Linked DNA regions of Hordeum vulgare: region 2 is linked to region 1. A link is a contact called in public Hi-C data. All regions are on one chromosome and are shown on one strand. The core of a region is the stretch at or near the end of the contact, and the rest is flanking DNA. Distances in the headings are between cores, read along the strand shown.

The links. A called contact is a pair of places that touch in the nucleus more often than the background predicts.
Region 2: a contact with region 1 is called in a Hi-C map of leaf, with 7 times the contacts expected there. The contact joins the promoter of LOC123431930 here to the promoter of LOC123431792 in region 1. A contact is called at or near these places in 2 of 6 Hi-C or Micro-C datasets (leaf and seedling).

What each region holds. Positions count from the first base shown.
Region 1 is chr1H:294,447,739-294,453,402 of MorexV3_pseudomolecules_assembly, forward strand. It overlaps LOC123431792, which reads left to right and starts at 2,355. Exons shown (of 7, transcript XM_045115357.1): 1 at 2,355-2,580; 2 at 2,679-2,709; 3 at 2,836-2,854; 4 at 3,067-3,167; 5 at 3,614-3,712; 6 at 4,384-4,559. The coding sequence starts at 2,425.
Region 2 is chr1H:294,996,875-295,002,538 of MorexV3_pseudomolecules_assembly, forward strand. LOC123431930 (thioredoxin-like protein YLS8) reads left to right here and starts at 2,739. Exons shown (of 2, transcript XM_045115359.1): 1 at 2,739-3,023. The coding sequence starts at 2,904.

The sequences.
Region 1 (5,664 bases), core at 1,105-3,604:
GGCGCGACGGCGGATGATCAGCGAGCCGACGACCGTCCTATGGTAGTTCCCGAGGCGGAGGAAATGACTCCGCCGTCGCTGCAACCCATAGGGCTGATTTCGGCGATGGTGGAGGGCCCTCGACGGCGAGCCGGCTCCGACGTACGGTATGATTTGCCGACGAACTACTTAGGCGCGAGTTTGGGCCAAATTGCGCTGCTTTGTTTCGATTGTGTCATCTGCACAATCGTAGTCATTTGTGTTAGCACATTTTCTGTAATTCTGTGGAATTCTGCTAGGGTTTTGTTACTGTACAGTTCAAAGATTGAACTTTTAGTATTTTTTTGCAGTGAATTACAGTGGGTGGTTCACTGTTGAGGTGATACATGGTGGATTTTTCTTTGGCAATGGCAACAATAGGTGCTATTTGGATGGAGTGGGCATATTACAGATTTTTGAAGAATTATTAGAGCACTTGGGTTATGAAAAGGCTGGCATAATTGATATCTACTGATTGCCCCGTGGTTGTCAGATTAATGAAGGTGCTGCTAGGCTATTGCGCAATGATGCACACCTAGATCGTATGGGCATCAATTTCAAATAATATACCTCGATCATTTGGATAGCCACATTTCTGGAGGAGGAGCTGAATGGGATGATGTTGTTGCTAATCCAGTAGCACAAATTCCTGTTGTTTTCAGTCCAATGAAGAAGTCAAGCAATGCAAATGATAACATAGATCTAAATGAAAGCAACACATCTTATAGTGTTGTGGATGAAAATCATGAAATTCAGAGTCATGACCAATTCTTTGTCAGACTAAGACCAAGAGGACAAAATATAGAAGAGGGTGAAGAACAATATTTAGATTCAGATACTTCTGACAGTGATTATATTCGTGAAATTATTGACAGTGACTATGACTCAGAGGATTGGGATGAGGATTTGTTGCAGGAGAAGCTTCGCCCACTACAAGACAGGAAAGGGAGGAGGGTGGTGGAAGAGTGCTACTCTGAAGATGAGGAATTTGAAGCTCCAGATTTAGATGTAGATGAAATGAAATTTAATTTCAAATCTTTTACTGCTGCAGATATGCATGAGCCCCAGTTCCATGCAAGCCAATTGTTTTCTTCAGTGGAGCTCTTGAGGAAAGCAGTTAGAGATTACACTTGCAAAGAGAGGGTGAACATCACATTCCCAAACAATGACAAAATAAGGCTTGGTGCAAAGTGTGAGAAAGGATGCCCTTGGTATCTCTATGCATCTTGGGACAATAGGACAAATTCAATTATGGCGAAGACATTCAATGGTGAGCATACGTGTGAGAAGAAGTGGCAAGTTAGAGCCTTTACAGCTAGGTACATTGCTCACAAATATGTTGACAAGATTAGGGCATATGAGAAGATTTCATTGAAGAACTTAGCAGGTTTTGTGCAAGAAAATTGGAATATGAAAATTAAAAGGGGCAAGTTAGGGAGAGCTATGAAGATTGCATATGATATCATATATGGTGATGAGATTGTACAATACAATTTATTGTGGGACTATGCAAATGAGTTGAGGAGATCTAATCCTGATAGCACTTTCTTTGTTGAACTTTCAGATAAGGGGTAATTTAAAAAATGTTATTTCTCATTTGATGCATGCAAGAGGTTTTTTTTATCTGTTTGTAGGTCTGTTATTTTTCTAGATGGCTGCCATTTGAAGACACAATATGGAGGTGTGCTTTTAAATGTAATAGGAATGGATCCTAATGATTGCATATTTCGTGTGGCTCATGCAGTAGTGCAAAGTGAAGATACAAAAGCCCGCAGATAATTCTTGACTGTATTAAAACAAGATCTTGGCATAGATAACACAAAGCTCTGGATCGTCGAGCCGTCGTCGAGGGTCCTTCATCATCGCCGAGATCACTCCTATGGGCTGCGGCAACGGCGAAGTCGCTTCCTCCGCCTCAGGAACTACCATCGGACGACCGCCGGGTCGCTGATCATCCGCTGCCGCGCCCTTTCACAGTGCTCTGCTCCTTCCTCTGTTTTTAGTTGGGGAAGAGAATGAGAAGTGGAGAGAGAGAGAGACGGGGGGGGGGGGGGGGAACGCAAAATGACCACCGCGCCGCGCACTCACTGGTGGGCTCCACGATGACTACTGGGCCCGGGGCTGACGGGCGGGACCCGTGATGACGTGGCACGCAAGCTGATATGCGATACGTACGCAAGTGTAGAGCCAGGACTGGCTGCCTAAGTTCCAGGACCGTAGTGTGGATGTATTTGTAAGTATCAAGACTGTATTGGATCAATACTCAAGTTGCAGAATGAAAGTTGGACCTCGCCGGCAAGTTCGGGAATGATACGTGCAATTATCTCTCTGTCCGTGTCTCACTAGCAGCCCCCGACCCCAACGGACTCTCAGCCGCCTCCTGCTCTGCACACCGCGCACAGAAAAATGACGGCGGCGGTGCGGTGTGCCGAGGAGCTAGTGGAGAGGGAGATGAGCGGGCGCGACGCCTCCCACGACGCCGCTCACGCACTCCGCGTCCGGGACCTCGCGCTCTCCCTCGCCGCCGAGCAGGGCGTCTCCTCCCCGGACCGCCTCCTCATCGTAAGTCGTAACAGCCCCTCGCCAATTCTTCCACCTGATGAGCGGAATTTTGTTTATCGACATTTTTGGTTTAATCCGTGAGGGGGTTACTGCTGCAGGTGGAACTGGCTGCACTCCTGCACGACATCGGTAAGTCGCAGTTGCCCTGCTGCTTCGTTATTGATTTTGTGTACGGATTTGCTTGAGCCGATTAGCTCTCATTTGAACAAAAAACTGATGGGGAACTCCCGTTTATCGCTATCTCTGTTCGTGCAGGTGATTACAAGTATACCAAGTGAGTAAACTTCTCGTTGCTTTGCTAAATAGTATCTTCTTTCGATCTTGGAGAGTGAGAGCGAAGTTGAGTCAGAGTTAGCTAAACCGCTTATCTCATACTAGAAGTCTCGTAGTTGTCTTGTAATGTTCTTTTTACGGTGACATTGTCTTGTACGGTCGTTGAGGAGTGTTCTATGCTTGGTAAGTGTATCTGATGGGATGAATGGATAGGGATAATGCGGAGGATATGAGCATCGTCAAAAGGTTTCTTGGAGAGGTGGGTCTCGAGGAGGGACAGAAGGAGGAAATAGTGGCCATTATTACAGGGATGGGTGAGTTGTCCATCTTTGTGCATGTTTTGATGAATTGTTATATTGTATAATTGAAAAAGGAGCAGCTTCATGTACCATGTTTTTTCCTTTTCGGTCGATGCTACAGCTCACTTGGAGCACTTTGTTCAAATTTTAGTTCTTTCTAGTGTAGTTCACCCAAAAAATTTAAATGCCTGCATGCGGGCTGCGGCTTATTCTGCATGTTAATTTTTTCTCTGTATATGATTTTGCTTAGTAGCAGTCCATATTATCTCTTCAAACATCAATTCTCAAATTTTTTATGCAATAAATAAAACTTCATTGTGCTATTTCAAAGATTGCCATTGTTATCTGTTACTTGATCCGATACCCGTTAGTAGTGCTTAGTGTGTATGAGATCTTTTCTAATACCATTGCACAATGTATGTCTAACTCTTACAAAGTTACACCTGGAATCTTAACTGCAGGATTCAAAAATGAGGTTTCAAAGAAGCTTAATGCAGAGACCACTCTTGAGTTTGCAATCGTGCAAGATGCAGATCGTCTGGATGCAATTGGTGCGATTGGTAAGTATTGCTCAACCATAAATGTATGTATCTGTTCTGCATAATGGATTTTCTTTTTGAATTCTAAAAACCATACAACTATGTGGAGCACTGGTTATACACATTCTTTCTGCACGCCCGGTCTTCTGTTTGTCTTTATTTCGGCTCTGCTATTTTAAGTTCATTCAATGATTGTCTCAGCATTTGGTTTTGGCACATAGACTAGAATTAATTACAAAATATGACACTGTTGTATTTCTGCAAGCAATGCAAACAAATAGTATGTCTAGGTGTCTAGCTTCCTGGCACATTATTGATAGAACAAAAGCATTACTGATAGAGTGCAGATGTAAGACATGTGAATGTGGTATGCCGCTAGAATCTGAAGAAGAGCTAGTACTTGGAAAAATCAAAATAGGACACATCCCATGTCATTTATTTCCATGGTTGTACCTAATCTGACCGATGTTACATGAGATGTTCTGGATCCTACTGGGTTCACTAGAACTGAGAAATGCTTACGCATTCTCGATTTGTAGCTATAAAGTTTGGCCAAAGAAAATCGAGAATGCACTTTTTTGTTGTTGCTACACATCTGGTTGTATTTTGTTTATTGTTTATTCCCAAAAAGGATGCTCATACTTTATCTGAATATGTGGCGTGTCCCCTAATCTTCCCAATTAATATTGTAGGCGTTGCAAGATGTTTTACATATGGAGGGAGCAAGAACAGTGCATTGCATGATCCTAACGTACTTCCGCGGGATAATTTGTCAAAGGAGAAGTACATGTCCAAGGAGGAGAAACAAACATCAATTAATCATTTCCATGAGAAGCTTTTTAAGTTGAAGGACATGATGAAGACAGAGGTCAGGGCTGAGCTATGAAATACTGGTCCCTTTTTTTTTCTGCTGTACATTTGTCTTGTCTAAACCCAGAAAGAAAGCATTGCCGCTTTAGCATTGCCGCTTTAGACTTATTGAGCCTAGTAAGAGTATTAGAGTTGTGTTAAGGTTTACTTGGCTTCAGTTACACATAGCCAGAGTATATTTAAGTGAGATCCAGTTTACTAATAGTCCCGTTATATATGTTAGTGTAGTCTGTGTACTAATACATGCCGTTTAGAATCTGTGTCAGTCAAATATTTTTCAATACACAATGAATAACTGCCACTGACAACATCAAATTGATACTGCCTGATTCATCATGAAATTACTTATAGAATTGTTTTTTAAATTTAGAAGAATACATTTTCAAAGTTGATGGTCATACTCATATCTCATATGTCACGGTGGATATCATTTCAAACTTTCGATGTTGTAATCAACATATATTTTGACATGGAGGTAGTACTAGTTACAATCCCTTGTTATTACTACCATATATCGTTCTCGGTACAAACACGACGCATATGTTGGCAATTTTTTTAAAATAATACATTTTTAATTAAATTTTAGAAATATTATGCAGGTTCAAAAAATTGTACTTATAATACACAGTCGGTTGCACGGTGGCCGAGTAGATCCAGTCGGCTGTACCGAAGCCGACAGGAGGTAGTAGGCCGATAAGTGGCCACTCGGCCACGTGGCAGCCGATAACTTGTCGGAGCACGTCACTCGGCCTGGGCAGGATCCAGTCGGCCACGGCGAAGCCGACTGGGCAGTCGGCTGAGGCAAGGCCGATAGGGGCCAGCTCACCCTGCGCCCCCTTCTTTCTCCTCTCTTCCCCCCTTGTTCCTCCTCTCTTCCTTTTTCCCCCTCTCTCTCCACATGAAAATGCATCAATTTTTCTACGAGATTTGAGCCGATTTCTTCCCCGTTTTCCATCGTGGTTGGATTCTAGAGGGTTAGGGGAGGCAACACCCACAACACCATGCCCTTCGTCGATGCAGAGCGCTTGCCCTTCGTCGACGCAAAGCTCTTGCCCTTCGACGATGAGCTACTCATGGCCTTGGTACTCGGCATGAAGATATCG
Region 2 (5,664 bases), core at 1,489-3,988, 550 kb after region 1:
AGGATGTGAAGTAGTGAGAGCGTGAACACAGAGTGTGGTTAGTGGGAGCCTGTGACTTTGAAGACGAGAGGAAGGAAAGGGGATATAATGATTTGCGTTGGTTCACATCACACGTTATGTGTGTTGGGCCAAAAGATATTTTTGCTATCGTCTCCCACATGATGTTGTTTCTAATTACATGGGGAGAAAGACCTAGAGAAAATCTCATGTCCCTTTTCATTCTAAATTTGACTCCTAATGCAGGATACATGTTAGGCCATGTCATCCTAAAAAAACAGTCGTTGGATTATACAAATGAAAATGATCAATCAAGTACATCAGATCCTGGTAGTCAGCCTACGAATAGTCATGACATTTTCTTAAAATACACGTCCCTTGATGGAACTTGGACGGATGCTTGTTTCTGAAAATACATGTCTCTTAGCGAAAATATGTCTATTCGTGAAAATATGCACACACACCATTAATGGAAAGATGTCAGTGAAAAGATTCTCTTCGTGAAAATACACGTCACATAACGAAAAACATGTGACAATCCACATCTGAGTCCAGACCCGCATTGAATAAAAAAATCAAAATAAATACTAAAAAATAAAAAATATTCAAAATAATTACATGATAGATAATTTGATGCGTGAGGTCCGCTTTAATTTTAAATTACTTGAATATCTGAGCAACTCACGGCAAAAAAGACAAATTTAGAGTGTCGTCATATTGATTGACACATGAACTGGATTATCGCCCGTCCATATTGAATAATCTGTTGTTCTGTGGAGCAAGTTCATCGATGTCGATATCCAACCGGGTGTCCAGGACACCATCCTATGGAAGCTTTTCAATGATGGGGCCTATTCTGTCAAGACGGCCTATTTTGCGCAATTTGCAGGTCTTACTCTTTCAAACTTGCAAACCATCGTTTGGAAGGCTTAGGCCCCTCCCAAGTGTAATTTTTTTGCATGGTTGGTCACGCAAAATAGGATCTGGAAGGTGGACAGACTCCAGCGCCGTGGATGGCCCAACCGCGATCGATGCCCCTTATGCAATCAAGTGCGAGAGTCTGCGACACACCTCATGTTCAAGTGCCGCTTTTCCGTTCGGGTTAGGAATGAGGTCCCCACGTGGTTGCATCTGGATGCCAATACAATTCTTTGGCCCAACTACGCCATGGTGAGAGCATGGTGGGATGAAATTATCACCAACAACGCTCTGTCAAGAAAAGCCTTGGCATCCTTGCTCCATCTTGTGAGCTGGAGCGAAATGCCCGAGTATTCAGATCCAACGCTGCCTCGATGGTCGTGATTGTGCAGATTATTAAGGATGATGCGTCCATCTGGGCTCTGGCGGGTGCTAAGCATTTGCGTAATTTGATGCCGCGAGGGTAGGCTTATGTAATATTCCCGCTTGGCGAGACTGAACTTCTGTAACACCCTCTTCTTCTTATTCAATGAAAAGGCAAGTCTTTTGTCTCATTTTAAAAAAGTTTACTTTTCATGCAATGTTCTGAACCGATTTGTCTTTTCTAAGAGTTACTCAGATGTCTGAATGACCTGAAAATTGGATCGGACCTCACGCAATAAATTTTGTACCATGCTTTTTTTTAGAAATTTTGGAATGTTTTTTTTATTGTTTTGTCATTTTTTGACCGGATGCACATGGGCCTGGGCATTGAAACGCTCGACTCAAAAATAAATGTCTTTATGAAAAGATACACCCCTTTTACGAAAAAATGTATCTTCATGAAAATACATACTCTCTCCATTTCACTTACTTCGCATATTAGGTTTAACCTAAGTTTATGATTTCGCAAAAGATGTGACCATTGAAATTGCATTAACTGTGCCAAATTTTGATATTTCAGTGTGCACTTAAACATTGCAACTCTATACTTAAAAAAGAACTTACACATACATATTTTGAAATGAGTTTACTGAAATCTTCTAATAATACCCACAATAAAGCGCACCCTTTACAGTAGTATGCTCCTAGTACTTGTTTTTTAATTTAAATTTTGTAAAAACGAGTATCTACTTGGATGTAATTATTAAAGCTAGGGTTTTTCCTCTACGGTCATCCTCCTCTGCTAGCAGATCGCTGACCTCCTTCTTTGTCGGATTCACCGGAGTGGGTGTGCAGGAGGACCGGATCTATCGATGGGACCCATGTGTTTCCCCACTTGGCATTAGGTAGGTCTTCATGGTGATGAGGTTTCTTGGTCTCACCCTTTGTTTGGGTGATGCTTACTCGTTTCGTTAGGTGGCATGTGAAAGATGGTGTGTGTGCCTTTAGATCCGTCTTAGGTTTAAAGAAGACAACGAGATTTGCTTACAGCGCACCGTCTATGGATACAACAGTACGAACACTTCGACACATAAAGATTTGGATGCATTTTTCATTTTCCGTAAGGACTGTAAGGATCATTTTGTAAGGTGTTGTGCGACTTAATTTATGCCCTATGGCCTTTTTGCAGTTTTTTTTAGAATAAGTAAAATAAATTAAAAAGAAACTTTTCTTTTTGAGAAAAGAAAGAACAACTCTTTTTCTTTTTAGAATCTGAAAGAACAACTAGAACAACGTAAAAAAGCCTGCTCACCTTAAGTGGGCCGACATGTCAAAAACCTATTCTTTCGTGCTGTGTAGTCAGCAGGCCTCCTAACACAAGTCCTCAATTGGGCCATGGGCCGCGGCAAATCGCGCAGTCTCGGGAAGTTTCCATGGTGTTCGAGGCGGTTCTACCGAATATCTCTTCTTCCTTTTTGCGAAGGAAAAAAAGAATCGATCGAATCTCAGTGTGTTGCGTTCCACATTCCACCTCCGCCGTCTGCTGGCTACCGGTTCTGTGGTTCCAAATCCCCAAATCTCCTCGCCGATCAGCGGGGGCCACCGGCGACGAGCGCGAGGCGGCGATGTCCTACCTGCTGCCGCACCTGCACTCCGGATGGGCTGTGGACCAGGCCATCCTCGCCGAGGAGGAGCGGCTAGTTATCATCCGCTTCGGCCATGATTGGGACGAGAACTGCATGCAGGTATCGGCGATCGATCTCCTAACCAAGCGTACCTTTTATGTAATCGGTTGTGTTTGCGGTTACGCTGTGTGAATTGCTTGGATTTGTGGTACTCCGGATGTTGGATTTGTGGTACTGGACATGGATTTGTGTAATTTCGGAGGGATTGGGACACATACTGTGGCTCTTATTTAGAGAAGGTTTTGGGATCGGAATCACCCAAGGAACTGTGGCTCTTGCTGATGCTTGTAAGTGGCTCCCTAGGTAGTGCCCGTGTCTCCATGGTAGTGAATGTGCCTGCAGTATTTCCATTGCTATAGCCTTTTTACAGCAAAGAGCAGAAGTGGATGGGATGTAGGATGCCTCCCCTTTTTTCTTCGGTTCATGCTTTCACTTGATGCTGGGAGCTGCATATCACCTTACATTCTATTCTGTTGCAGATTTGATGTGGTGCACAAGTTTCTTGACAAAATTGAAAACAAAAGCACTATGGCCTGTTCCATACCTGGCCGCCAGGGCCTTCTCCAAAAATTTGGGGGCCCGGACGAAAATCAAAATATGGCCCTAATTTTTTTTAAACCATAAAACTGAAGAACTAATATAAGAGGGTGTTTGTTTCCAGGGACTTATTGGTTTAGGGACTTAAAGAAGTCCCTATAAGTCCCACCTAAACCAAACACAAGGGACTTATTGGGACTTATTGTGATGATTTGGGACTTATCAAATAAGACTCTCAGGGAGGAGCTTATTGGGACTTATACTCGTTGGCCCGCGTTGTTTCCCGCACCGATCAGTGCCCGCCGCCCCACCGCCCTACCCCGCGTCGCTCCCAGCCCCAATCGCCGCCGCCCCACCGCCCTACCCCGCGTCGCTCCCAGCCCCAATCGCCGTCGCCGCCCGCCCCGTCGCCGCCCGCCCTGCCGCCGCCCCACCGCCCCGCATCGCTGGAGTAGCCGCCCGCCCAGTCGTCGCCCCGTCCCCCGCCGTCCCGTCCCGTCGGCCTCGGCTCGTCCCCCCGCCGCCCCGTCCCGTCGCCCGTTTCTGCCTCGGTTAGTCCCGTCCCGTCGCCCGTCGCCCCGTCCCCCCGCCGCCCCGTCCCGTCGCCCATTTCTGCCTCGGCGATGCAATTAATCCAGTTTCCTGGTGATTCTTGCTAATAGCATCGTAGACAGGGATTCTTTTGCTGCTTCGTAGACAGGGAGGTATTAGCATCGGTTGTTGTCCCCACGCCAAAGGTCAAGAACAGAATAAAAGATGATTCATCTAGTTTCCTGTATAATAATAACTGAAAAATATGGACTTATAAGTCCCTGTAAACAAATAGGTAGGGACTCGGGACTTATAAGTCCCTGTAAACAAACAGGTAGGGACTCGGGACTTATAAGTTGGGACTTAAAAAAGTCCTAGGACTTATGAAACAAACAGGGCCTAAGTAAAGCATGCTCTCACTTAATTGTTTAACTTACAAAGATGGTACTAACGCAATATAACTGGTATAATATTTAGGAAATATATGACCTCATTTTTTAACTGGTATAAATAGGGCCCTAATTATTTAACTGGTACAATATGAAGGAAATATATGAAATACTAACGGTAAAATAGTAAAGATGGTACTAATGCAATATAACTTATAGACTGACCTCATTTTCTATGAAAGAGCAGCATTCTTCTAGCATTTCTTGAAATTAAATCTTCGATCAAATCTTCATAATCAATCTTCTTCAAGACATCATTTTCAAGTGCTATTATTGCCAATCCATTGAGTCTTTCTTGTGTCATAGTAGAACGCAAGTATGATTTCAACAACTTGAGTTTGGAGAAGCTCCTTTCTGCAGATGCAACTTTTACTGGAATGATTAACAAAATTATGTATGCAATAACAGCATTAGGATAGATTGAGGAGCGCTTCTTCAAAAAATACAAAATATCAAGTGGGCCCATAGATTTCTGAAGTGAGTCCTAGAGGAAAAGTAGCTTGCAGGACAATTCAAGTCCATGAATGTCTTTATGTTCTCCACTCTTAAGTGCATCTTCAAGATTAACACAAGCAGCCAACAAACTCTTGTCATCCAAGGATCGCAGCTTATCTAAAGTAAACAAGAAACCACCATGTGCATCAGCAATATTAGCATCTGGAGTTTGGTTTTGAGAATTGGGCTGAGGTTCTTTCATAACAAATTTATCGAGAGCACCCTTTTGTAATTGAGCATCTTCTTCTAGTTTCTGTTTCTTCCTTCGCTTTGAAGCACCGGAATCATACTTCCTTTCTGGATGCATGATTCTTTGTGTTTAATAAGACAAAATGTAATCTGAATCAATTCAAACTCTAAGAATTATAGCCCTTTGTGGCTAAGAAAATAGAAAAATACTTCACCTAGATGTAAGATTTTGACGCTTTGTCTACTGCATACACTAGCAAAATAAAATAGGGTTTGACGCTTTGTAAACAAAGACTTATGCTGGCAAGGGCTAATGGAAGATGCGCCGTGGCCCGTGGGGCGTGGCTGGTCGGCCGTCGGTGACCCGACGGCCGCGTACGCGTGTCTGAGACTGAGTCTGGTCTGACGTCTTCCTTGTGCCGCCGTCGCCCTGCTTGATAGTTCTGTCGCCGTCGCCAGGGCACTCGGCCGCCGTTGAGATCGCTATTCCTAATCAGGAA